2 separate regions of the Zea mays genome follow, and region 2 is linked to region 1. Evidence: chromatin contacts called from public Hi-C data. All regions are on one chromosome and are shown on one strand. The core of a region is the stretch at or near the end of the contact, and the rest is flanking DNA. Distances in the headings are between cores, read along the strand shown. Region 1 holds the start of LOC100502297 (root-specific kinase 1). Region 2 holds the start of LOC100217125.

Evidence for each region. Hi-C and Micro-C count contacts between places; a contact is called where the count stands out from the background.
Region 2: a Hi-C map of ear shows a contact between it and region 1, with 1.9 times the contacts expected there. The contact joins the promoter of LOC100217125 here to the promoter of LOC100502297 in region 1. A contact is called at or near these places in 2 of 25 Hi-C or Micro-C datasets (bundle sheath and ear).

What each region holds. Positions count from the first base shown.
Region 1 is chr9:11,457,817-11,462,269 of Zm-B73-REFERENCE-NAM-5.0, reverse strand. LOC100502297 (root-specific kinase 1) reads right to left here and starts at 2,542. Exons shown (of 4, transcript NM_001349038.1): 1 at 1,973-2,542; 2 at 1,747-1,882; 3 at 1,493-1,629; 4 at 184-983. The coding sequence starts at 2,359. The coding sequence ends at 318.
Region 2 is chr9:12,405,930-12,410,382 of Zm-B73-REFERENCE-NAM-5.0, reverse strand. LOC100217125 reads left to right here and starts at 2,675. Exons shown (of 4, transcript NM_001143493.1): 1 at 2,675-2,829; 2 at 3,066-3,145; 3 at 3,231-3,637; 4 at 4,052-4,453. The coding sequence starts at 3,403. The coding sequence ends at 4,128. It overlaps LOC100191248, which reads left to right. Exons shown (of 6, transcript NM_001136682.2): 4 at 203-358; 5 at 511-588; 6 at 719-1,261. The coding sequence ends at 892.

The DNA.
Region 1 (4,453 bases), core at 1,293-3,792:
CCTCCAGGCTCCAACCATGATCTGAGCGCATTCATACACAAAGAGGAACGATGCCAATGTTTCTTTGATCATCGTTTGCAAGAGTACACATGTTGCCTCCAGCTTTCGGTACACAAACACCTCTCGCAACTTGAGGTATTCTCGTCAATGTATCAATGATAACACAACAAAAAAAAAACTGAAACACAAAACTCTCCCCCTTGAAATTCTTGAGAGAACGAATTGACAGCATCACCAAGAAAACAGGAGGAAAAAACAAAAGAATCCATGAGCAATCTGTCAGCGAGCTATGTACACTTGCAAATTTGCAATGGCACTCATGCCCTGCTCAGGGTCGGCGGGCTCTCTGGTCTCTTCACGGCGCTGGCGTACCGGCTCCGCAGTGGGCTCTCCGCGTGGACGGCCGACATGACGTGCCTCTTGCCCTGCCTGCCGGCCGCCTCCGCGTCCGCATTGTCGTCGCCGGCGACACCGGCCTGCGCCGGCGCGGCCTCGGCCTCGGCGGCGGCTCCACCGACCGTGAACACGAACGGGCCCATGGGCACGTCGTCGTCGAGCGCCAGCAGCGGCTCGAGCGCGTCGACGACGTGTCGCATGGTGGGGCGCGCCTTGGGCACGCTCTGCAGGCACTGGTGCGCCACCCCGGCGGCCTTCTCCGCGGCGCGCGCCGAGTACTGCATCTCCAGCCCCGGGTCCATGAAGCGGTGCAGGCGGTCGGCGCGGCGGAGGTAGGGGCGCGCCCAGTCCACGAGGTTCTGCTCGCGCCCGCGCCGGCTCTTGTCGACGGAGCGGCGGCCCGTGAGCAGCTCCAGCAGCACCACGCCGAAGCTGTACACGTCGCTCTTCGCCGTCAGGTGGCCCGTCAGGATGTACTCGGGCGCCGCGTACCCGTGCGTGCCCATCACCCGCGTCGTCACGTGCGTCGCGTCCCCCTGCGGCCCCTCCTTCGCCAGCCCGAAATCCGACAGCTTCGCCGTGTAGTCCTGGAAATGAATTCACCACCACATCCATATGACAAACTCGAGGTCAGCAACAGTTGTTTGTTGGTTGCGTTTCGCCAACTTGTTGCTACAAAAGCATCACGTTCCAAAAATCCGAACTAATCACAGCACTATAATTTTCAAGCTAGGTTGGGCCGGCGTCTAGGATAAAAGAAGAAAAAAAACAGAGGTTTTTGTTTGCTTGCTACTACTAATTTGTCGGTAGGTGCAAAACAAATCGGATTTTGAGCAGGAGTGTACGTCTACTATTCCAGAACGGGAATTCTATAAAGAAGCGAGGCTTCGGCACGGAACGGTAGTTTGACAACGTGCGAGCATGCAATTAGCACGGTTGTTGGGCGTGTTGGTAAGAAACAATTTAGTTATAGCGAAAATAAAAAATATAGAGTGTGACAAGGACTAATAAAGCATCCAATGTGGTTGATGCTGGGGGGTGGGTGGGGGGGAAGAAGAGAAGAGATTGGACTTGGTGAGGCGGGCTTCTTTATTACCGAGTCGAGGAGAATATTGGAGGCCTTGAAGTCGCGGTAGATGACGGGCGTCTCGGCCTCGTGCAGGAACGCCAGCCCCTTGGCCGCGCCGACGGCGATCTTGAGCCGCGTCGACCACGGCAGCGACGCGAGGAGATCTGCAGGCAGACACATGTAGCAGGAGCTGCTGTTAATAGTCTGTGGCGTCCAGTCCAAATTACAAAAAAAAGGCTGTGTGGTGTGGTGTGGTAGCAGGCGAATGTATGGTAGCTTACTCTTGAAGAGATGGCTCTCGAGGCTTTGCCCCGGCATGTACTCGTACACCAGCATCCGGTGGTCGTCCTGGTTGCAGAAGCCCACCAGCTTGACCAGGTGCGGATGGCTCAGCATCCCGAGGTACACCACCTCCGCCTGGCGAAACAAGGCAGCGCAACCAGATCAGATCAGGGTTCGTCAGATTCAATTCATTAGAGGAGGGAAAAGTGGGGGGACGTGACGCACCAGCCACTCGCGGTGCCCCTGGACGCCGTCGCTGTCGAGGTACTTCACGGCGACGTGCTGCGGCTGGAGGCCCGGGCGGAGGCGGCCGTCCACGAAGCCCTTGTAGACGGGGCCGAAGCCGCCCTCGCCGAGGAAGTTGGTGGTGGAGAAGTTCTTCGTGGCGGCCTTGAGCTCGTCCAGCGTGAAGGCGTGCAGCTTCGTCGTCTCCAGCTTCCGCGACAGGTCCTGCAGCGACAGGGACCGCAGGTTGGCCGTGCTCAGCCGCCGCAGCGTCCGCTTCCCAACGCCGCCGGGGCGCCTGCTCGCCGGCCCCGCCGCCGCGGGCTCCTGCCCCTGCTCCTGGCCGCCGGCCCCGAAGCACCCGAACAAGCTCTCCCTCAGCCCCATGACGACCGAGTCGGAACCACCCGCGTCGTCGATCTCGTACCGTACGTCCTCGAGCGCCGCACGGACCACGGAGCGCTACGCTCGTCGGCCGGCGCTCTGAGCAGCCTGGGAGCTAGCAGCGGTGAGGAGAGCCTTGGAATGGGCCTAGAGAAGGTGTCGGTCGCTGGCGCTGGCGAAGTGGCGAGGCGGAGGACACGGAGGCACGGCGTGGTGGCAGGGTATATAAAGGGCGAGCAGGCAGCGGCTTTGTGCGGGCGTGGAAAGGCGTGGCTTCGACTTCGAGGTGGGTGAAGGTTGGGGAAGCGTCGCCTTTTTGACTTTGTGTGTAGTAGCCGGGACCGGGAGGTTAATCGCTAATTCGGGAGGTCATTTAATTAGGAGCGAGTGCTTGAATCATTGGTGATGCCGGCCCGCGGCCCGGCTGGGGTGGGTTAGTTAGCCGGTGAAAGCTCCGTGAAACGTATCATATGGCGTTGGTGATCGCTGATGTGCGAATCCATGATGTATTTGGTTGCGAGTTTTTACGAATAAAGTAAAACAAACTGTGAAGTAGTACAAAAATGAGATAGATAAGTGCTCCAATATAACATTGATGCATGGAAATCCATGCCCTATATTTTTTTTGTCCAAAATCTCGTTGTCTAATATGATTGGTCCCTATTTCTAAGGACTGGATGACAATAGAGAGATATGATTTGTCCATATTAAAATTTTCTATTACTTTCCAGATATTGTCAGGTTGATGTATTAAAAGTCTAGTCAAAAGGTGCTAAATATGTAAGCCTAAGCAAAAAAAAAATTTGGTAAATTTAGGCCATATCCTTAAACTTGAACTCTTTTTTTTTAGTTGATTGCATACCATCAACTTAAGTAGATATAATGCAAAATCTCATTTGGAACTTTTCATGAAAAATACATGGACAATAATCATCGTTAGTGCATCCATTCTAGAGAAGGTATTCATTAAGTCGGTTGTACCACACCCTTTTCGACCGTTTTAAGCCATATAGTAACATTTGAAGCTTTACACAATCCAGTGAAGGGTTCTAATAAATACGCCGCCAAATGGGCTATACTAGTGCTCTGGCCCAATTTAATCGATGAAGCGACCCATATCGAGTGTGAGATACAATCACTGGCTAGCGAGAGAGTTGAGAGCTTAAAATCCGCTTGGCTAGCGATCTTATTGGTACATAAGAGAGTAATTTAGCTAGTGTGCATCCATTGAGCTCCATAAAAGTCAGGTGAGGGTTTGTGCTTATTATTGTTGGTAATTGGAATGACCTAGCCAGATTGTTCGGTGGTGATTGGTGGAAGTCGCTTTCAGTGTGAGTGATCATCAGCTAGGATAACGAAGGTTTAAGAAAAAGCCCGTCCGTTACCTTCTATGACCTTCCATGCATGACTCGCTACATAAGCATGTACAGCTCTTACGTATGGAGATTGTACAACCTCTGTTCTTGAGTATTTGTCGTCCGTTAGTTTATTTTTGAACTAAATTGCGACAAATAAAAAACTATTTGGTTTTAAGTGAGAGGTTTGTATTTATAACGGTACCGATTGGCGCAGCCTGGCTCGGTCGTCGTCGTAGCCGAAGAGGACGCGCCAACAACTGGCCTGTGGACGGAACCGGACCCGTTCTTTATCGGAGTGGTAGGGCATGTTATGGTGTGTGTACTATTTGTTTTTCTCGGTTTTATATGCCTGGTATACGGTAGGGTAGGGCAGGGCAGTGTATGGAATCTACGGTGGACGGGGTCGTACGTGCTAGGCGCCAACAACTTAACAGCTCGTACTTGCAGGCGCAACTAACGACCCGTTTGATTTGTTTTAGAACTCGATCTTTGTCGCTATTATTGCTGGTGCACGCAGCCACGCAGGCGCAGCGCAGACACTTCCATTGCCTTTTTCGTCACACGGTAGCGGGTGCTTTCGTCGTCGGTTGGTTCGGTTGTGTCTTCCTGTGTCACCGTTTATTCAATCTCCTCGTGCGTTGTTGTTCGGTTCCCTGGATTAGCTGCATAATAATAATTGATCTAGAAGAGAAGCAGGCTCTACCTGTTCTAATACAGAGGCCACTTCACGTGCTCAAAA
Region 2 (4,453 bases), core at 1,426-3,925, 950 kb before region 1:
ATTTAGCTGGAGCTTTGACTGCTTTAGTATAGCAACTATGTCTAAATTTACTAGCAGATAAGTTGGATGATGTTTGATGTAATATGCTGCCAACCTAATTTTCATGTGTACTACTGCCCTCTGCCCAAGTGCTTATTGTTTAGCACTCTTCTTCATTGCCCATGAAATGCTTGGCCTTAATGTGTATCCTTTTGTCTTTCAGACTGGAGCACAAGTAGTATACTCAAAGTATGCTGGGACTGAGGTTGAATTCAATGACTCAAAGCATCTTATTCTCAAAGAAGACGATATCATTGGTATTCTTGAGACAGATGATGTGAAGGACATGAAGCCTCTCAATGACCGTGTTCTCATCAAGGTATTCATAAATTCTTTCTCCTCGTAACAATTTTGTCATAGACGTTTATATTTTGGGTTGTAGAACTTGTTGCCTTGTTTTTGTTATTATATTCTGCACTTGTGCAACATTGCTACCCTACAGTTACATTTCTCGTGGGCATGCCATGACAGGTTGCAGAAGCCGAAGACAAAACTCCTGGGGGCCTTATCCTCACTGAAACAACTAAAGAGAAGCCGTCCATAGGAACGGTGAGAGTTCTTGCCAGCAGCTTGTCTATAAGAATTATGTATTTCTCTTCTTTGCTTGCGCTAGTTGCAGCTTACATGTGTAGGAGATAGCACTAGCAGAAGTTAAAAAGCTCTGTTTCGTCGGGTGCAGGTTGTAGCTGTTGGCCCGGGTCCTCTGGACGAGGAAGGCAAGAGACAGCCACTGTCAGTGTCGGCGGGCAGCACAGTGCTGTACTCCAAGTATGCAGGGAGTGAGTTCAAGGGCGCGGATGGCACGGCCTACATTGTGTTGAGAGCGTCGGATGTGATGGCTGTCCTGTCTTGAGCATTTCGTTTCCGGCTCGTTAATGTAGTTTGCAGCCAATAGTTGTCATGTGGTATGAAACGATCGCTTTGTGGTGGTCATCACACCATGCTGGTGATCATCACAACATATGCTGATACTGTTCCGGACAATCGGCTAGAATTTGTTGTGTGGCAGGTATAAACGTCAGCATCTGATAGTGAGAGCACTCGGTTACTTCTACAGATGGTATTTAAGGGGTGATAGTCACGCCTCTTTGCTGGATAATTTCATTGGATTCTGGACTCCTGTTCTGTTACATCCGTTGGGATTTGTTTGCTGCCAAACTTTAAACATTCGTATAACCAGAAAAGGTTACATGAAGAATATAAGTCTCTAGTTGATTTTTTTAACAGGGGCGGACGTATTAAGGGTTTTTTTTGGGGTACCGGCTTCTGCTCTGGTGGTTTTTTCCACTCGGAACAAATCATAATGTTAGGGCTAGTTTGGAAACTTTATATTTTAAAAAATTTCTATTTTTCTAAAGAAAAAAACAAACTATTTTTTCTAAAAAAATAAAATCTAAATGGGATTTCAAACTAACTTTTAGAGTAGAAGCTAGTGCCAAAAAAATCCGGTCAAAAAGGCTCTTACATTTCTCGATCACACCATATTTGGTTATACATAAATTAAATAAGATTAAATTCTTTTATATTTAATTTTAATTAGCAAAAGATTTAAGGCATGTTTGGTTCACTAACTCAGTTGCCACACTTTGCCTAATTTTTCTGCCTAAGGTTAGTTATTCAATTCAAACGACTAACGTTAGACAAAGTGTGGCACATTATTTAGCCACAAACCAAATAGACCCTTAATCCTCTCTGATCCCTAACAAACCGAACAAGTCCCCCTTATCCGCAGTGGGGAACCTGAGTCAGCGAGTGCAGCACTAAATGCTAAAAGCATTTACAGCTGTGCCATAGCCAAACAAAAAGTTCATTTGGCTGTCTTCCAAGCACTAAACAATTTTGAGGATCCGAATGTTCCCCTAGTAGCTCATGCTCATCAGATCATGCATCTAATTTAAACAGGCTTCTCTCTTCTAGTATCTACAAATTTAACTTCCCTAAAATAATACTTATAAGTTAATCTTTTCTCTAAAATAGTATTAAGTACCTTTTTACTCTCTTTTCTTATTTTTCCAGCAGTGAAAGATCGAAATGTTCCTAAAAATTTTGTTTCTAGATAGTAATTCTCCCACATTGCTTTATGCGACTGAACATCTTAGCTTATTTTGCGTTCGAAAATATTACTGTCAAGATGTCAAGTATGAACTTTATTCTCAAGAAGTTGAGGTTGTAGTACTAAAGTAAGTTGAATCAACTAGTTCGGACAAAAAGCAAGTTCAAATCAACAAAAGGTATTAGGAAGCAAATTGGTTCCTATCTCTTTCAGATTTAAACGGTGAGTTGTGTAAACTTCATATTTGAACAGTGAGCCATATGGTTTCAGGTTCGTGGGCAAATTTTCATGTCAGCTTGATGGTGAACTTGTACAGAAACGAAATGTTTGTCTCAAAGTTCGGCTTGCTCCTACGTGCATGGTGATTTCACCAAATAAATTGAGGCGTATCATTCACAGCTGGGAAATTAAGAGAAAGAAAAAAGAGTAAAAAAGGCACTTAATTCTATTTTAGAGAATAGATTAACTTATAAGTAACATTTTAGAGAAGTTACGTTTGTAGATACTAGAAGAGAGAAGCATGTTTAATTGAGTGTTATAATAGCAAAAGACTCAGTAGGGTGTAGGCAAGCGCAGGGAGGCCAGAAAGTTACCCCCCGGCCCCCGACCGGACCAATCTATCACCACCACGCCGCCCTAGGTCGTCGCCGGCAACAATGTCCCCTTCTGCCATCTTCGTCTTCCTCCTCGTCTCTGCGGTGCATATGCTGGAGTGCATCCTCGACCTCAAGAGGAGGGTCGGTGCCAACTGCCAAGAAAACCCTGCGCTTTCGTTTCTCTCTCTCTCTCTTGTTCCAGATAATTCATTTGGGGAGAAATGTTTTGATTTTGGATGGATTGATGTGGTTAAGAATGAATCTTCACGGGAAAAAAAAACCATGATTATTGGATCTGCCACCTTCTGCAATCCCGACTATTTTTCAGCCACCCCTGTTACATTAACGTTGTCCTGACCTGTTGATTGATGTTCCAGAGGGGATCCATTTCTGATGATCAGCTCAGACTGCGTGTAGAGATCACGCAACTTCTCAAGGAGGCCAGTGCTTTGTCAACGTAGGCAATCTGGATACTATTCTCTTACGATTCGGCGATCCTGATATATAGCTGTTATTGAACACCCCTTTTTTTTGTGCTGCAGGCCCTCGACGTTTGCGCAAGCCGCAAAACTGAAGCGGTTGGCTGGTGCTAAAGAGAAGGAGCTGGCAAAAAGTAAGCGTTGAATTCCTCAGACATTGCGTGGGTTCTTGCTGTTCTTGTTTGGGCCGATTCGGGTTGCTGGACTCTTTCTTTTGTCCATTTTATAGTGCAAGATGTGGACATTAGAGGGAAACAGTCTTTATATGAAAAATACCGAAAAGTTCTGCTGGCCGCAAAGGTGCTTCGTGATTCGTGTAGTTTATGCTCTCAACCGTTCGCTCTACGTACAGTTTGAGGAGTCTCATCAAACTAAATCCGCATGCCAGGTTGTAGTCTATGGTGTGCTCGTTCTGTGGTTTTGGAGTACTCCAGTAACTACTGTCCCTAAGCACCTTCTCCAGCCCTTCGGTAAGTTTATGCCCTTCACCTAGCTAGCAACTTGTTCTGCAGCCTTGTTAGTTTCCTGGTGTTCGCACATTTCTTTGTATTAGTTTGCTTATCAAAGGATTTCTTTTGTAACGTTAACAAGATAACTATATGCCTACTACAGAACCCATGTCGTTCCCTTTCTATGGCTTATAGTATTGAAAATTAGCTCAGATGATATTGGTTCTTTAGCAAAAGGAAACACCGTATAAGTGAAATTAAGGGCCAAAGTCTGATTTATATGACTTTTCCCTGATGAGAATATGCTTATTATTTTTGGACTAAGAGAGTACTATTGTATATTTGTCCTGATGCTAAATATATTCCCTATCTGTTTATTGAGTCTAATTTGTTATATTATATAATCATAAGTCATCGTAAGTAATAATTTCTCAGGGAGGATGTTTTCCTGGAGAGGTGTAGATGCTTCTACAGGCCGTGTTGTGGTAAGTACTACTGAACTTTTAGCTTAAGGGCCTCCATGTGTTTAAATGATCTTGCCTTTATCCTCTGTTGAGAGTAACGCCTATTCTGATTGAAACTGAGAGTCACTACACATTGGTGATGTCTTATAATAACTAAAAAGTTCCAAATGATGGGTTTTTTTCTCAAACATGCTGGAGAATTGGATGTCGATGGGCATTAAGAAAGAAAACAATTATGATACAGTACTCCTTTATTTTTAGGGTCTGTTTAAAACTGCTTCACCAACTCCATCATGGTATAGCTTAAAACAAAAACTAGTTTTTTTGGAGTTGGCCTTTAACTTCAGTTTTCTTCAAGAGCGGAGTTTATGAA